Regions from separate parts of the Sus scrofa genome. Here region 1 is linked to region 2. A link is a contact called in public Hi-C data. All regions are on one chromosome and are shown on one strand. Each heading gives the region's core, a stretch centred on a gene start, on an enhancer-like site or on the middle of the called end of the contact. The rest is flanking DNA. Distances are from core to core; before and after follow the strand shown. Region 1 has its middle 38 kb from the start of E2F6. Region 2 overlaps ROCK2 (rho-associated protein kinase 2).

What was found. Hi-C and Micro-C count contacts between places; a contact is called where the count stands out from the background.
Region 1: a contact with region 2 is called in a Hi-C map of skeletal muscle, with 5 times the contacts expected there. The contact joins two enhancer-like sites. A contact is called at or near these places in 1 of 5 promoter capture datasets (liver), 27 of 47 Hi-C or Micro-C datasets (adipocytes, adipose tissue, alveolar macrophages and 16 more) and 2 of 2 datasets of contacts at active chromatin or transcription factors (alveolar macrophages and skeletal muscle).

Annotation. Positions count from the first base shown.
Region 1 is chr3:125,283,679-125,288,239 of Sscrofa11.1, reverse strand. No RefSeq gene overlaps it. Among named protein-coding and RNA genes, the nearest start is that of E2F6, 38 kb to the right of the region's middle. Within about 2 kb of position 2,494, at least 12 of the 83 cell types and tissues checked have an H3K27ac peak or open chromatin away from gene starts, as enhancers often do. A contact at or near this core is called in skeletal muscle, where this site is marked.
Region 2 is chr3:125,435,031-125,439,750 of Sscrofa11.1, reverse strand. ROCK2 (rho-associated protein kinase 2) reads right to left here. Exons shown (of 34, transcript XM_021087835.1): 5 at 1,596-1,856. Among named protein-coding and RNA genes, the nearest start is that of PQLC3, 70 kb to the left of the region's middle. Within about 2 kb of position 2,515, at least 14 of the 83 cell types and tissues checked have an H3K27ac peak or open chromatin away from gene starts, as enhancers often do. A contact at or near this core is called in skeletal muscle, where this site is marked.

The sequences.
Region 1 (4,561 bases), core at 1,245-3,744, 150 kb after region 2:
TGCTGGTAGAGTTTGAATCGATTCTCTCCACCAGCCAACCAACCAACGCAGGAACCAGCCTGTCTAAAGCAACACCTGAGAAGCAGCAGACACTGAACTAAGAGCCAAGCAAACAACAGTGAATCAAAAATATCTCCATCCTCACGGAGCTCCTGGATCTTAAACGGTAGTATACAAAGCTAGCTGGGGGAGAAGTTTCCAGTACAGATTCCAGGAGTTCCCTGGTGGCCTAGTGGTTAAGGATTTGGCATTGTCGCTGCTGTGGCTCGGGTATAATCCCTGGCTTGGGAACTTCTGCAGGTGAGGCCAAAAAAAAAAAAAAATTTTTTTTTTCCTCTCTCCTTTCCTAATTCAGTTTGTCAGTTCTGTTTGGAGCCCAGGAATCTGCATTGTAACAAGCCTCTTGGACGGTCTGTGTATAACAGAGCAGGGCACTTTGAGACTCATAGGTCTAGCAGAACAAGTAGTTTGGTTCAGAGAATGAGCCAGAAAGTCATCCTTGTTGCCTGCTCTGTGAAAACCCATCTGGGCCCTTCAAAGATTGCCAGCTGGCACAATATTAAGCTTTGTCAGTTGAGGGTGCTAGAAAGACACTTCAGGAGGGAAAAAGGTTTTGCTTTCTCAATCTGGGGTGCTTGCAGGGCAGACTCCTGCAGCACGTGCAGCTTGCCCCAAGTCGGGCTTCTCCAGGGCACAGTGGTCCTCAGTGGCCAGCTGTTTCCCCTGGCAGCCCCCTGTGGGCAGTTTTGTCACAGAGAGCCTCTAGTGAGACACCTTCTATGACGTTTTCCCCTGTAACAAAGAGAGAGGGTGATTTCTCGCAAGTTTCAGAGGGCAGATTTCCAGCAAGTCCCACGGCACCGCAGTGACTTCCGTGCTAGCCAGTGGACAGCAGTGAGCCAGCCCGTCTCCCCACTGTGGTCGGGATCTCAGCCCTGGGGGTGGGTGGGATCTGGACCTTGGTCTCCGCCTCGGAGGGTCTTAGGGGTAATGACTGCTCTTTCTCCCTGCTCTGCCTCTATTCCGTCGAGTTTTGTTCTTTTTAGCCAATCCTTTGTTATTCCAATCTCTTGTTATAGTTACTAGTTGTTCGTATTAAACTCTGCTTGTTCAAATGACTCTGTGGTTCTTCTTACAATTGTCCCAACAAATATTCACTCCCTTTCCCTCCATCCCTGTGGGAGAAATATATTTTCCTGCCCCATCAATGTTGAGCTTGGTTGGCCATGTGACCAGCTTCGGCCAATAGATTTGGGCAGAAATGACAGTGCACCAGTCCTGAGCCTAGACTTTAAGGGGCATCACATGTTTCCACCTGCACCAGGCAGCCACCACCATCCCTCCAGCCTCGTCCCTAAACGACACTGTCCAATTCACGCACCTGAGAACTTGAGGATACTTTTTTTTTGTTTTTTTTTTTTTTGCTTTTTAGGACCAAACCCAAGGCACATGGAGGTTCCCAGGCTAGGGTTGAATCAGAACTGCCAGCCTACACCACAGCCACAGCCACGCCAGATCCGAGCCTTGTCTGTGACCTACACCATCTCACGGCAACACCAGATCCTTAAGCCACTGATGGAGGCCTGCAACTTCATGGTTGCTAGTCGGATTTGTTTCTGCTGTGCCACAACGAGAACTCTGAGGATAAAGTATTAGCATTTTAAGTCACTGAGTCTGGGGGTGGGTGGGTCGGGAAATTGTCACACATCATTATGGTGGCAATGCATGACCAGTATACTGTCTCAGGAGCAGCTGCTGCTAGTATAAGATTGGACATGTGGGCGAATGCATTCATTTGTGCCCTCACAATTCTGTCTAGTGTATTTGATTATTTCTTTTCATAGATAAAATAGCACTAAGTGAAAATAAGGCGCACTTCACATTTTATCTAAAATGGTTTGCAGTTCTAGACAGAGGTGTTTACCTTTCACCTTATCCGATTCAACTCATCTCCTTAAAATACTGATGTAAAGAATGCTGTCTAGGGCGTTCCTTTCATGGCTCAGCGGATGATGAACCCGACTAGGATCCGTGAGGATGTGGGTTCGATCCCTGGCCTCGCTCAGTGGGTTAAGGATCTGGTGTTGCCGTGAGCTGGGGTGGAGCTCGCAGACATGGCTTGGATCTGGTGTTGCTGTGGCTGCAGTTCCCATTCAACCCCTGGCCTGGGAACGTCCGTCGGCCACAGGTGCAGCCGAAGAAAGCAAAAAAAAAAAAAAAAAAAAGAGGGAATGCTGTCCAGGTTTTCACATTGCAAGTAATGGTTTTACATAGGATAGATTCCATCATCTTCATGGAAAAGGGAGAGTCGGAAAAATTAAATTCCCTTGCAGATCTGTCCCCTCTGGGTACTGGGAATAGCAATTTCTAGAAGAAAGGTCTTGATACCACTGCCAAATGGTAGCTTCATAAACATATGCCAAGTGAGCTGTTTTCCATGGGGACGCCTCCTGCAGCTGGCGTCACCCTGCACAGCGAGCAGCTAAAGATACCGCGGTCTCGGCGCTGACGTCAAACGGTTATGAGAATGCCACCCAGCTGATGGCTTTGCTCTGAGTCCCAAAGTGGAAACATGAGCTTTGCCCGCATAAGAAGTTCCAACGAACTTGGCAAACGAATCCTCAAATGCTCCTCGTCATCACTTGTTGGAAAAAGCTCAAGTGATTTTTCATTGTCTCGATTTCTGTGGAAGATCGCCTACTACCCAAAAAGAAAAAAAAAAGGGACAAAAATCAAGTGGGCTATTTCCTAAGGCAGGGCAGAAAGAACAGAGCAGAAAGAAGGACAAGAAGGTCCACTGCTGAAAAAAATAAAATAGATGGAGACTCCTGATCAAGGAGACACATTTTTTAGAAAAGTGGGCTGTGCTGTTTTATTTTTAAAATGACATGCCACGAATGACACACACTGTACAGCATGCATGCTGTGTACTAACCTCTCCCCTAGTTCCAGTTTATTTTTTCTGCCCTTAGTTGCCCTTTGCCCCAATTTCCTTAACTCTAAAAAAATATCCTGTGTGGCATATTTTGATAAGATGTTGGAATGTTAATACAGTGTGAAGCATTAATAAGTAAAAGTGTCATATTTCAAAGGATTAATACCTTTTTAAATTGCCTCTGATGGATGAGTTTAGGCGAATCTGAAAAGAGCACAAATCGAGTTCCCTAATTGAATATAAAAATAAATGTCCCAGATTTCCAAAATCAAGATCTAAACAGCTACTTCAGAATACATATATTTACATGTGTGTTTTATTTGTATATATCATACATGTACACATCTGTATGTTTCATTGTACATATATATGTATATCTATTTATATGAGACCTATAGCTCAAACTTCTAATGAAAGTTCCAGGGGTTTACAGCCCAGCTAAAATAGACTTAGCCATGAATTGCAACACCCAGCTCAAAAACCGGCACTACCGCTTTCGTCAGATTTGCTTCTTTTCACTTTTCACCTGATATCCGTGCCCTGTGTCTTTGTGCCCATGTGTACCAGTCAAGGGAAGAGAGAACTGATCAGTGGTAGAAGAAATGGGACCAGGTAGTAGTATGGTTTTCACAATTTTTTTTTTTGTCTTTTTAGGGCCTCACCCATGGCATATGGAGGTTCCCAGGCTAGGGGTCGAACTGGAGCTGTAGCCACCCGCCTACACCACAGCCACAGCCACATAGGATCTGAATCCCGTCTTCCACCTACCACAGCTCACGGCAACACCAGATCCTTAACCCACTGAGCAAGGCCAGGGATCGAACCCGCATCCTTGTGGATCCTAGTCAGGTTTGTTAAGCGCAGAGCCACGAAGGGAACTCCAGTTTTCACAATTTGATACTTAATATTTCCCCAACTTCTAAAGCGTCGTCCAAACATTAAGACATTTTCCCATGGCAATAGCATAAGCGCGAAGAATTCTAGAACCTTAAAACATAGAGCCAACCAAGGGGTCACCTCTGTCTCTCTGAAGCAAATGTGGAACCGTGAATCACCCATCCTGGCTCTCAGACTTGTTAGCCGTGCAGCCCTGGGCAGGACTGTCATTTAGCCTCTCAAGACCCAGCTCTCTCATTTCTAAAAGGAGGGTCAGGATACCTATCCGACAAGGTAATATGAAGATTAAGCTATTTATATCTCTTACTCCAAAGACTGGCACGTGCTCAACAAAAGCAGTCATTGTTATGAATAGAGAATAATCACAGCGGTCATAAAATGTAAAACGATTCATAAAAACACAACAGATCTAGGGGCAGCTGAAATTGCTACAATTCACTGCCCAAACAAGACACAACGTTTACCTGCCACCCAATTGTCCTTTGGCACCAAATGAAATCCTGCACGAAGAATGATTCTTTGAGAGGGTTGTAAATATATTCTCAGAGTGAAATACGACATGAGAGCCTGTCTGCAGACAAGTGAGTCGGCTTGTGATGCGATGACATTTCTACCGAAGCTGTCATTAGAGAATCTGCAAGAATTTTGCAAAGTACTGGACACGATGTTCAGCTGCTTTGAAAGCTGATGAGCACAGAGCAAGGCATTCATTGCCTTGTTATCAAAAGC
Region 2 (4,720 bases), core at 1,266-3,765:
TGTTGCCGTGAGCTCTGGTGTAGGTCGAAGACGCAGCTCAGATCTCACGTTGCTGTGGCTCTGGCAGAGGCTTGGCAGTTACACCTCTGATTAGACCCCCTAGCCTGGGAATCTCCATATGCCGCAGGTGTGGCCCTAGAAAAAGATTAAAAAAATAAATAAATAAAAAATAAAAAAATAAGATATTTAAATAGCTGAATTTAATATTCACTTATATGCTTGTAAAATTATTTTTATAAACACCATATTCCGTCCTGTTCCTCTACTCTCACACTCTATCCATCCTAAAAACATGTGTGATTTCTCTGCACCCTCTCAAAGGTTTTTGGTTTAACGAAAATCAGAATACACTCACGGAAGTGCAGCACATAAACATCAGTCATTATATTTAACAGACATAAAAAAAGTTTAGCATTTTATTAGAAAATTATTTCAAACTTTATTTTTATTAAAGATAATTTTCACTGTCAACCACTTCATACTATATTATGATAAACACCACAAGAGGGAGCTTTGAGTACAATCAAATACTGCTCATCTACTAAACAATGATTACTGTGCGCAGAATAAAGCACAGCAATACTCTGTGAGGAAGACCAAAGGGATATTAAGTTCAGGTGGGGAGACAGGCCCTACAAACCTACACAGATGGACGTCGCCTGTCAAGTGCGGCACAAATTCTAAGTAACATTATGGATGTTATGACAGGAGAGCGAGCGATCAGTCAGGTTGGGTTTATCAGGGAAAACGTTCTACATGAAGTAAAAATCTGAGCCGAGTTTGGAAGAATATGGATCACTGATGGTGGTAGGACCAGCAATGAAAGTGAAAATCACACAGGTGGCATAAATAACTTAAGAAGAAAAGAGAAAAAGAAATCAGCTTAATCAAAAATAGAACCTTGACAACGTAATTAACAAAAATACATAGGAAATAAAACATGATCTCTCCCTAACAGGAATTACTGCCAGGAATCATTGCACACTTACAGAGAAAAAGATAAGAGATATAAATTTTGCAACAAAAATCAACATCAGAGTTAGCTACGAGGTTTATGTTACTGAATCTATTAATCATAATATGAATTTCTCAATAGGTAAAGCATAGCAACAGATGATGCCTCCAAATGTATTCTATGTGGGTGAATAAACAGATGGGGTTGGTAGGAGTTGGTAAATTTCTACCTTACCTCTTTTTTTACAGGAAAAATACAGAAACAATAATGGTGATAGAAATGTCCATGTACCTTCATTTACATGCTATGTCCTACTTCTCCACCTCGACCACTATAAACATGAATCAGTTTTGACTGGCAGCAAAGGTCTGTCGGGATTCTATGAGAACAATAAGTATCTGATAACCAGTTATCTGATTTCTAATTTCTCTTGATTGACCACGTCTACAAATAAAGAATTCTATAGCTAGATGAATGATGAGTAAAGGACATGTTCTGATTTGACTATCCTGTGTGAGTCATCACACAGTTAGCAAAACTAAATTTATCTTTGTTTGAAACTGTAAGTTCAGATTTGAAGTGTTCTTTTATTTTTATCTCTCCAAAAACTAGCACTTTTTTTAACTTGCTTGTTACTTACTTCATCCATCTTCATACATGTGCCAAAATCTGCTAATTTTAGATGTCCATGTTTATCCAAAAGCATGTTGTCAGGCTTCACATCTCTGTGAATTAAACCCATGGAGTGTATGGCATCCAAAGCAAGAACAACTTCGGCAGTATAAAACTTGGCCCATTTTTCAGGTACATCGTAGTTACTCATGAGGTTCACAAGGTCTCCACCAGGCATGTACTCCATTACCATGTATAGATACTTATCATCTTGAAAGGCACAAAAAAGCTGGAAAACAAAACAAGGGAAAAAAGTTTTTTGGAAGGAGGGAAGACAGGAGGAAGGGAGGGAGGAAGAGGGGAGGGAGGATAGTTAAAACCATTAACAGAACAAAACCCCAAAACTATTATTATCACTGCAAAAGACAAATTATTGTACAATCAAAACAAAGTCGAATGTCACGAAATTTTTGATTTTTAGATTTGGACATCTTTTACGGAAAAACAGTTGTCTGATAAAACTCTTGTATGGGTAGTTTCTTCATGTTTACTATCAAAATATGCATAAATGATCATTTTCCCTCTTGGAGAATACAGGAATCTAAATAGAGATATTTTAAAAAGAGAACCAGAATACAAATGAGGAACATAAAAGGTGAAAGAATGACAAAAGAATCCATAATAAGAAAAGTCCAACTTTCTGAAAACAAATTACTGGACATAACTCATGAAGAGCGCTGAGGAGGTAGGAGCACAGAGGAGAAAGCTGAGGAGGTTAAGGGTTAAGATGCCAGATCTGAGAGACCCCAGAAGAGGGAGTAAGACCCACTCCAGCGGGAAGAGTAACTTTCAGCCACATTCGGAACAGGCCCTCTCCTCTCTTCCCTTCCCCATCACCTTGTTCATAACAAACAGCAAGTGGTAGTGTTACCTGTACTCAGACTAAAGCCGTGGCATTGGGGCCAGAGAAATAGGATACCAAGCTAGGCTGCTACTAACCCCCTGGAGAGATGACAGAAACCACAAATTCAGAAGGAAAGATAACTCTACCTCCCACCCAACAACATGTCCCACCCCTCCTAAAAGCAAACAATGCAAATAGAAAATATTTCCACAAATGAATAGGAAAAAGAACAAAACCAGGAATCAACATTTAAGAAAAATCAGTATCATGAAACAGAGGCAAAACTTAAGTAGGACAAACTAAGAACAGCTTACAAATATAAAAATTAAAATTCCCATAAAGTCATAAAAAAGTCACAAGTCATATCAATTAAACAACAGGCTGATACGGAAAAATCTAGAGCTTTGGAATTCAATATACAACTGATGATAAGAGAAAAACAAATTATACAGTTGGAAAATTGAGCAAAATTTAACTTTCTCTGACACACTGAAGGATTCAGAGGTGAAAAAGAGCAAAGTTAGCAAAGCTCCAAATCTATCTAAAAGCATTCTGGGAGAGAAAACACAGACCAGAAGAAAACGAAAGTAAGAAACAGCAAACAAAAAATTTCTAGAAATGAATAAAGTAAAAAAATCTAAGACTGAAAGGACCTCAAATGAAACATAGGGAAACTAAGACAGCCAATGCTTAACTCTCAGAAATCTGGCAGAAAAATCCTAAGTTGCCAAAGACAATAGGTACCCTACGTACAAAAACACATATCATGTAGTCAACAAACATCTCAGCTAACACAGAATACAAAAAAAAAAAAAAAAAAAAAAACCAGAGCTGTATCTTCAAAATTATGAGAGAAATGATTTTGATCCTAGAATATGGCAGTTTTAAAAAACCAATGAGACGGCAAAATAATTATGTATTACATCATGCATATTCTTAGAAATCTGATAACAAACCACTTCTGAAAGAACTGTTTAAGAACACAGTTTGACAGAATGAGTAAGTCCAAATAAGAGGATCATGTGAGACACAGAAAAAGGGGCAAATAAAGACTCTAGAAAAACTTATTAAGTATGATTACTGATACAAAAATTGAGAGACACAAGCCAAAATCAGAATAATTTTAAAATGCAAGGTGATGAGAGGTAGGGCAGGAAGGGATACCTAAAAAGGTATTAAGAGGCTGGTTACCAAATTGAGAAAGTGTGTGTGTTCGTGAGAGAGAGAGACGCTATTACTATAAAGACGGCAATTCTCTCCAAACTGATCAACAGGATCAATGCAAACTCTAAATTCTAGCAAGTATTTTCCAGAAATCAAAAAACTGATAATAAAATGTATATGGAAATAAAATTAACCTAGAAGACCCAAAACTATCTTGAAATACAACAAAGCAGAAGGACTTCTATTTCCCAATTTCGAAACTCAATACAAAACTGTCACCCGCACAGTACTGGTACAGTACAAGAACAGACATACAGAGCAATGGAACAGAACTGACAGCCTGTAATTAACCCTTATATTTATATGTCAATAGATTTTTTTTTTCTTTTACGAAGGTGCCAGAGCAATTTAGTGGGGAAAGAAATCTTTTCAACAAATGGTGTTTGAACAATTAGATATTCACAGAGAAAAAAAACATTTTTAGACGCTTACTTCACATCATACTCAAAACTTAAAATAGATCACAGAACTAAATTTATGAGTCAAAACTATTAAAATATTATGAAAAAACAAAGAAGAAAAATCTTTACGATCTTGGATTAGGCAAAGATTTATAATATCAAAAATACAACGGAAGTTCCCATTGCGACTCAGAGGGTTATTACGATCCCAACTAGTATCCATGAGGATACAGGTTCAACCGCTGATCTCACTCAGTGAGTTAAGGATCCAGCATTGCTGTGAGCTGTGGTGCGAGTCACAGAGGAGGTTCGGTTCCCCTGTTGCTGGGGCTGGGGCTGGGGCTGGGGCTGGGGCTGGCAGCTGCAGCTCCAATTTGACCCCTAGCCTGGGAACTTCCATATGCTGCAGGTGTGACCCTAAAAAGCAAAAAAAAAAAAAAAAAAAAAAAAGTACCAATATTCATCTACTGAATTCAAATCACACTAAGAATATTCTCTTAAAAATACAGATGGGTCAAAAATTTATACTGCACCATAATTTATATAAGAAAATGAAAAGAGCTACTTTCAAAAAGAATACAGTAACAAATTATGCAGGCCTTCATACAATTAAATATTAAACAG